Regions from separate parts of the Ovis aries genome. Here region 1 is linked to region 2. The links are chromatin contacts, called in public Hi-C maps. All regions are on one chromosome and are shown on one strand. The core of a region is the stretch at or near the end of the contact, and the rest is flanking DNA. Distances in the headings are between cores, read along the strand shown. Region 1 has its middle 100 kb from the start of NEK6. Region 2 overlaps PSMB7 (proteasome 20S subunit beta 7).

Region 1 (4,230 bases), core at 1,620-4,119, 220 kb after region 2:
CATTATTTTGCTTTCCAGACCAGAAAGCCCCACACGTGGAGTTAATTCCCCATTCTGACATAGGGCTAGTGCCAGCCAGAATTGGGAATTTTGCTGAATACCCACTGGGCACCACTGTTTCCATCACAGGGTTAATTAGTCCCCATGAGCATCAGCCAAGGGAGGCTGCTTGGGCTGGGAGTCCAGAGCTCCAGATGCTGAATGTACATCTGCCAGGGACTATCTGGGTGAGCTTCGTTAGACAAGCCCCTTTTGTTCTCTGGGCTTCATTTTTCCCATCTGCAAAACGCGCAGGTAAACCTGGAACCCAGAGTCTTTTCCAACTGACTGGAACTTTCCATGACATTCTGTGATGCTGACATTCTGTAACAGCCTACCACGGTCTAGGAGATCCAGGATGACGTTCTAAGTCATTCCATGACATTTACAGCCATCTACAGCATTCTGTGATGACATTGGAAGGTGGTCCTTGACATCCAATGACATTTACAACCATCTACAGCATTCTGTGACATCTTCTGACATTTACAACAGTTTATGACATTTACAAGAATTCACGATATCCTGTGACATTCTTTGACATTCCAGAGCATTTTACGACATTCCTTGACATTCAACAGCACTCTGCAGCATTCTCACCACGATATTCTGTGGCATTATGTGACATCTTAAATTTATATCATGTAGGTTTGTCTCTCTTCCAAGGGGCCTCCCTGACATAGCCAGAGAGGCCACATCTCCCCTCAAGACCCTCCTCCAATTCTCCTCCTGCCCAAGATGCAGGACCCCTCTGTGGTCAGAAGTTCATGAACTGGAGCCTCTAGAGCCAACAGCCATTCCAGGATCCTTATCTGTGCTTTGGGGGGCAGGGAATAATCTCTCCCACAATAGTCATCTCCTCAGGGTGTTTTACTCTTAAAGAAATCTTCCCCCCTTCTTCCCACCCCTGCCACTAGAATATTCCAATTAATGGCCCCTTCCTGTAGGATAAGAGAGTCCCTTTGGCATAGTATTAAGCTTAAACATATAACACCAAGTATTTTGAAAACTTTGACCTCTGGGAATGGCAATTTTATACAGTTTAACCTAATGGAACAGAAAGAATGTGGATTTGGGAATCAGGCAGCTCCAGGGACAAATATGAGTGCTGCTATTTCTTAGCTGTGAAACTTCAGGCAACCTCACCAGACCTCACTTTCCTCATTCATAAATGGAGATAACTCCTTATTCAAAGGGGTGGTAGAGGATTCAACCAAATAATTCAGGTACAGATCCAGGCAAAGATCTAGAACAGAATAAGAAGTCCTTGAAAATGTTCTTTCCCCTTTTATCCTTCCCCTAGAACAACAGTGGGACTTCCCAGGTGGCTCAGTGGTAAAGAATCCACCTGCCAATGCAGGACACGAGGGTTTGATCCCTAGGTTGAGAAGATTCCCTGGAGAAGGAAATGGCAACCCACTCCAGTATTCTTGCCTGGAAAATTCCATGGACAGAGGAGCCTGGCAGGCTATAGTCCACAGAGTCACCAGAGAGTTGGACACGACTTACAATTAAAGAACAACAGAACAACAGTGAAACAGCTCGTGCATAAGATAGCACAAGCTGAAAAAGAGAGCCCAGGTTTGGGTCTTGGTCCAGTTACCTCCTCACTGTGTATTCCTGAGGTCTATTCTGTGGACCTTAGTTTTCCCGTCTGTAAAATGGAGCGGGAGACACTCAGATCAACTTGAGGACCTTCTGGCTCTGACGGTCTGGGCTTCTCTGGCTGGAAGGGAGGGTACAGAACAGGGAATCCTGAAGTCTGGTGGGGTAAGCCTGGGGCAGCAATGGGTCACCATAATCTGTGAGGGCAGGACATTGCAATGCGGGAGAAGCAGGTCAGACCTGAACAGTGCTTCTTTCTAACCATTGCAAGATGACAGTCTTGGTTGTAATGCTGTTCATCCACAGCGTTTTAGGAGGATGGCCCCGAGATCTCTGGCTGAGTAGGTGGACAGATACCCCATTCGGCGAGGGGTACCATCTCCAGCCCTCCAGGCTAAGTGGTGGTGGAAAGGACTCAAGGCTGGTGTGGAAACGTTAAGAGACTGCGCCCCCTGGTGGCCAGGGGCTGTCATTGCAATATAGGGCTCCCAGCCCGGGAGGTGACACCCGCTGATGGGGACTTGGTCTTAGAGGGCAAATTTCTTTGCAAGAGGAAGCGCCCTGGGGGCAAGTCTTGGAAAGAGGGTGACCCAAGCTGGGTCAAGCCCGTAGGGCGGAAGGCTATTAAGGACCCTTTAGTAACCTCTTCAACAAAGTTTCCTAATCACCTACTGTGTGTCAGGCAGCGTCTTGGGCTCTCCAGCCGTGTTGTAGATGAGGCCCTTGCTCTGCGAGGAGCTCACAACTCAGCCTGCTGAGAACCTATTTATGTGTCCTGGACTCCTCACAACACTCCCGGGAGGTGAGAATGATCGTTCCCATTTTACAGGTGAGGAACTTGAGGCCCAAAGCCACACAGCTCTAAGGGTTCAGAGCTGGGATGCTTTCTTAACTGGATGACCCCCAAACTGCCCATCACATGATGTCTGTGTAGCAGCAAGAGCACAGGCGCTGTCAGGCACAAGAGCCCCTCATCCCAGGCAGCCTCCTCAGGGAAACGGGGCCTGTGAGGTGCCCCGTGGGTTCAACCAGGGAAGGAGCGCCCCCATGCCCACGCGCTGTGCCCCATGGGACCTCCTCGCACAAGCAGGGGAGCGCTCGCCCACAAGCAGGCACCCGGGAGCCCGGGCATTGTTCCCATTGTCTCGGGCCTCCCTTTGTCTCAGGAACATCCGGGGCTGGCTCCTCCCCTGGCGGAGATGGGGGCCAGCTGCCTGGAGAGCCCCGTACTGCTGCTGCCGCTCATTAGAGCCCTCACAAACGCCTCTCTCACGGGACTCCCCACCCCAGGGTCTGAGGGAGTTTGACACGAATCTAAAAATAGCTGCTGTTTTGTTCCTTTGTGGGAGGGGAGGGGCTGGCAGAGGGGCTCCAGCTCCCCTTAATGACCTGCCCACAAAGAACAAAGCCTTTTCTCTGCATTCGCTCTCGCTTCCGCAGAGGCCTCCTCAGCTCACTGAGATGGAGCCTGAATGGTGGTCCTGCTGATGGAGGCAGCGCCTGGGTCCAGGCCTCCAAGCCGGGAGGACCCAGGCCCCAGGCTGGCCGGCGGCCGCGCCCAGGGTGTAGTGCGTCCTGTGGGCGGGGCTCCGCCGGGGGAGGGGCCCGCCCGTGTCCTGTGACATTGTGTGTGATGTCATACCACATGGCGCCGTGGACGGAGTGTGGTAGTCGCTTGGTCCTGTCCGACCGTTGGCGACCTCGTGGACTGTAGCCCGCCAGGTTCCTCTGTCCATGGAATACTCCAGCAAGAATGCTGGAGTGGGTTGCCATTCCCTTCTCCAGCGCATCTTCTCCACCCAGAGATTGAACCCAGGTCTCCCGCATTGCAGGCAGATTCTTAACCGTCTGAGCTATCAGGGAAGCCCCAAATGGATGGAGTCTGGGACCGCAAATGGCTGTTTGTGGCTGATTTGTGGGCAGGTGACTCTGGGCTTATGCGTCACTGAGCCTGGCTGTGCACAGATGACACCATAAATGAGTGAACCTCGCTACACACAATTGGTATGTGTTGGTTTGACATGGGGCGATGGGGCAGACTCTGCAGGTGACACTGGAGGTGGGGCTAACTGTGCAGTGACATCATTAAGTGGCACTGGGGGAAAAAAGGCCATCAGAGGTAAGCAGAGCACACTCCTGCTGTGTCCAGGGGAGGGAGGGAAGAGTGGGACTTGGGGAGTGGTCAGGAGGATCCTGGCTTCATCCTAATGTTTGGGCCAGTTGCTCAAAGGGAGAACATATTTATATATTGCTGTCAAATTTTAAAAAGATTTCAAGCCCTAGTGGTCCAGTGGCTAAGACTCCACACTCCCATAGCAGGGGGCCTGGGTTCAATCCCTGGTCAGGGAATTAGATCCCACAGGCTAAAGATCCCACATGCTGCAACCAAGACCCGGCACAGCCAACTAAATAAATAAAAATTTTAAAAAAGATTTATCCAGATGTGACAAAAAGCTATTTGTTGTTAATCTAGGCCGTGTGATTATGAGTGATTATTGTACTACTCTTTGGGTTTTTCTGAATTTTTAACCTCTCAGAAAAATCATCAAAAGCAGTGCATGCTCATGATGGAGTTTGTTATACATG
Region 2 (4,216 bases), core at 1,634-4,133:
TCCTTGATGGGAAACCAGGCCGTTCTGACTAATTGTCTAAGGTGGCCTTGCTTTTGGAGTAAAAAAAAAAATGAGAGGATTTTTCCTTCAGAGGGATTTTTGCCTTGATTTTGGGTATGAGAGTAAGAGGTTAGTAGGTTTAATGATGAAATAATTGGAATGTCTGCAGATATTATAATGGTTTATAGGAAAAATGGGATAAAATATTTAAACATTTTGTGAGTCAGATGGCTGCCTTATTAACATGAAATTTGTCTTGATGGTTTATTGTATATAGTTTTAAGTGGCGTTGAAATAAAATCCAGAAAACTTGAATGAAATTATATTTAAAAAGACAAGTCTCATTGAGTTTACCATCTTTTTTCTTTTGAATGGCCAGCTCCTTCCAGTTCCTTCCCCTGGATGCATTGCCTTGAGCTTATGTGAGGATTTGCATGTTGTTCTCTTGCCATTTTGGGTGATTGCAGTCATATTTGAAATTGTCTTCTTTCTTCTGCATAGCAGACGCACATTCAGAGTTTCCTGGAAACCTGTTGACCAAGTCAGTGCATTGCATTTCCTAACACTTCTGTGTGTTTCTGAAAAGGGGGCGCCAAAGTCCTCCTTTCCTAAAATGCTAGGAGCAGGAGCTAGTTTGTAAGTGATTTAGAAATTGTTTTTAGTGTTGAATTTCCCTTTCTTTTCAGATATATTTCGAGTCTGCTTATCTTTGATCTCAGAGGAAACAGCATCAGGCAGTTTATCAAGCTCTTGTTTTCCTGAAAATGTCTCAGCTCTGTGCACGTGTGTGTCACCGGTGTGTGTTGGGGAGTGTGCTCTCAGTGGAGAAGCAGAGGTACCACGCAGTAAGGGTCCCCGTGTCCCTTCTGTATGCGCCTCTCCCACACCTTCCAGCTCTAAACATCACGGTCTCTGGTTATATGAGACACATCCACTGCATTGACAGACTTTCTTTCCTATGAGTTTAGGTTTAGTGTGCATTTCCACTTAGAGAAATTTTGTCTTCAGTACTGTTTCTCATGAAAAAAAAGCTTTCGATAAAGAAAGAATTACTGTATTGGGAGGGAAATGTTTTTTCATGTCTTAAAATTTTAGATGAAGCTAAGCAGAAGGAAATATATGTGCTCAGGAAAAGTAAGAGTAAAATTAATTTACTGTGAAACTGTCAAAGAGACGATGGCCCAGGAGAAAATACAGAGCTTGTGGCCTTTAGGGAAAGATGGCTTTAAGGTCAGTTGAGTTTTTCCTTTTACAGTAACTGATTATAGTTTTCCACAAATGTGTTAGTAAATAGCCATCTTTCCCCTGTCTTTTTCCAACGTGTGTTTCTGGCCTCTGGTGTGTGTATCCTTGGGCTCTTTGCAGAGATATTCTTGGACCAGGCTGGGAAAGAAGTATTTTTTTTCCTGTGGTTTCTTTATTTGCAGTTTTCTTGTTTCTTTGTGATAGTTGTCCTTTGTTTTCCACACGAAACCCCAGCTTGTTTTTTACTGTGGAGTTCGAGATTGGTTCTCACTCATGCCTTAAAACAGAAACTTAGGTTACTTTTCCCCCCGATCCTTGAAACTCAGAGTAAATGTGTACGTCTTAAAGCACTGGTGGACTTTGACTCTGTTTCCAGGTTTTCCAGGACACACATACTATGAAATTCCAAAGCTGGATTTTGGTCAGTTTGTGTAGATATATCTAGTTTTATTTGGGCGCACTAGTTTTCTATCTGTTTAATTCCTGTTTCCTTTCCAAAGGGCTTTTAATATCTCTTCAGGTTTCTTTTTTTTTTTTTTTTTCTTCTTTAAAAGAGGAGAAAAAAATTGTGAGAGGGGAAATGGGGTTGCCTTTTGCTCCCAAAGCCTAAATGAATAGTCATTGCCTGTAATGCCGTCTACACTCGTCGCTTCCCACTGCTTCAGATGTGATGTATCCGGTGCTGTGAAGGTAATGATCCTCAACCGCAGCAATATTCCCTAACAGGAGCATCTGTCATATTCATCGGGATTACCATGTTCATTGATTTGTGTCTGTAAATCTGCTGTTTCTACCCTTTAAATTTGATCTATAATTGGACCTCCTTAAATGGTTCAGATAAGCTAGTCTGTATTTTCTCAATGCAGCAATGCTGTCAGCTTCTCCTTTTTCATTATACATTCAGCAGACTTGATAAAATCAGCAGGACACCTCATTTGAAACTGTTTAATCGCTGCCTTTTTCCTTTGCTAAACCATTGAGGTGGTCAAGCGGTGTACACAAATCATTTTAAATAGAAAATATGGTTTTCTCTGTGACCCAGCTAAATAGATAGTGTTATGCAAAACAAGTTAAAAAGTAATAAATGCCAAAAAAATCTTCTAATTGGAGTAAAAAATTGTGGGCAACTCTATCCTCTCTCCAAAAGTAGAGTATCCTGAAATATTGCCAGAACCCTGTAAAGACAAGATGATGGTTTTCTAAAGATTCTCTGGTTTCTGAACAAAGCAAGTTTAAATTTTCCAGTGGTGCTGAGCTGCCTTTTGCATCCCTTCAAAGGGAGCCCATCCTTATTTGTAATGCCTTTACATCCTGCTTTTGTAGGGAGAAATTTGCTGTCTGTTAATATCTATGCAGCATAACCTTTCAGCCATGTGCTATTGTGATAATAAATTTTTGTTTCTTTGTCTGTCATATTGTCTACTCAGCTGTTACTCTTCAAAGTACAAACTAAAAATAATAGCTCTAAATAAATGCCACATAATAAAGTGTTTTACAGCTGTAGCTGGAATAACCTGGTGGCTGCAACGTGCAGTCCTATTACCGTTGCTGGTGCTGTGGTTTCTTCCCCGTGTGTCAGGGTGACTCTGCCAGGGCCAGCTCATTAAAACAATCTCTTCTTTCTAACTGGCTTGGTATTTAGCACTATACCCAGCAGCCTGCCAAGGCACAGTTGTGAAACACAAGAGTCACAGCACAGGATATATGAAGTTAAGTGGCATTCACTTTTTTGAACAAATAGAAATTATCCATAACCTCATTTTCTTGCTTCAGGACTTTACTGTGAATAATTTGCAGTTACTCCTGTGAGTAGGTTAGAAGTGGGGCCAGTTGCAGGTTTACCTGAGATAGTGGTAAGTGAGACCCCAGGCTTTTGAAGAGCAGCGTTTGCCTGATTTTTGTGGCCCTGTCATATTAATGTTTATACTGTGCTTGAATGTGACATTGGGTGTGTTTTGCCATTTTTGCTGCCCCACAGTAAACTTGAGAGGGAGAAGCTGAGAGTTGGTAAATATGCTAAATAAACATGCGTCTTTTCTTTCCTATAGGTTCGGGCTCCTTGGCAGCGATGGCCGTGTTTGAAGATAAATTTAGGCCAGACATGGAGGTGTGTAAGTCCCTACAGTTCTGTTCTCTTTTAGATAATCTTTCTCATATGTTGGACATTTACGAATTGATCACTGATTCCTCCAAAGTTTGAATAGTACTGCTGCTGTTAGTTGGCATGCTCTTTGGCACAGGTACTGTGTTTGCTCGGAAGACTGGTTACTCGGGAAAGCTTCAGTTTGTAGTGGCCCTGCCGTGCCCTCCCTCAGCCTCGGGGAGGCTGCACTGTTGAGTTTTTTCTGCTGGCCGTTGGGCTGTCTGGGCGTCTTCTTGATTTTAAATGTGTGACAGTGTAGGATGTTTTCTTATGCACTATCACAATGTCTCAAAACAACAGATTTTCTCACTGAGAGTAACTATGTATGTCTGTACATCCTGTCACACACACCTGGCCTGAAAATGGGGGCAGTTTGAAAAACCCCTTAGAGTGTTCTGCATTTGGCAGAGGATACCTACCCCTGTATGTAGGGTCTCTTCTCGGAGCGTGGTGTGTCTCATGTCTCACATCTAAAGAGATCTTTTTATTTTCTTGGGTAATGGGGAGGGTGGTGTTCTGAATGACATTCCACCTGTGCCTGCTTAAATGGTAGATGTACCCCCGACTCAGCAGACCCCCCAGATCTCCAGGAACACACCACCGGTCTTTCACTGTCAGTTTTGAGGGAGTGTTCCATGTGCTTGGTTACTTTGTGGTCCCACATTACTCCTCTGCAGTGCTTTATCCTCGCTGCTGAGCCAGCTTGCAGCCACGTTACGTTCTGAATGCAACCCTCATTATCTGCCCTTGGTTTTTTGATAGCTGTTAAATTTTTTCATGGAGAATATCAACTTGTTTTCGACAGTTATTGGGCTGTTTTACGAGTGG

The links. A called contact is a pair of places that touch in the nucleus more often than the background predicts.
Region 1: a Hi-C map of liver shows a contact between it and region 2, with 4 times the contacts expected there. The contact joins two enhancer-like sites. A contact is called at or near these places in 3 of 16 Hi-C or Micro-C datasets (hypothalamus, liver and tail adipose tissue).

The regions. Positions count from the first base shown.
Region 1 is chr3:11,664,077-11,668,306 of ARS-UI_Ramb_v3.0, forward strand. No RefSeq gene overlaps it. Among named protein-coding and RNA genes, the nearest start is that of NEK6, 100 kb to the left of the region's middle. Within about 2 kb of position 2,870, at least 5 of the 54 cell types and tissues checked have an H3K27ac peak or open chromatin away from gene starts, as enhancers often do. A contact at or near this core is called in liver, where this site is marked.
Region 2 is chr3:11,447,263-11,451,478 of ARS-UI_Ramb_v3.0, forward strand. PSMB7 (proteasome 20S subunit beta 7) reads left to right here. Exons shown (of 8, transcript XM_004005645.5): 6 at 3,294-3,352. Among named protein-coding and RNA genes, the nearest start is that of PSMB7, 26 kb to the left of the region's middle. Within about 2 kb of position 2,884, at least 2 of the 54 cell types and tissues checked have an H3K27ac peak or open chromatin away from gene starts, as enhancers often do. A contact at or near this core is called in liver, where this site is marked.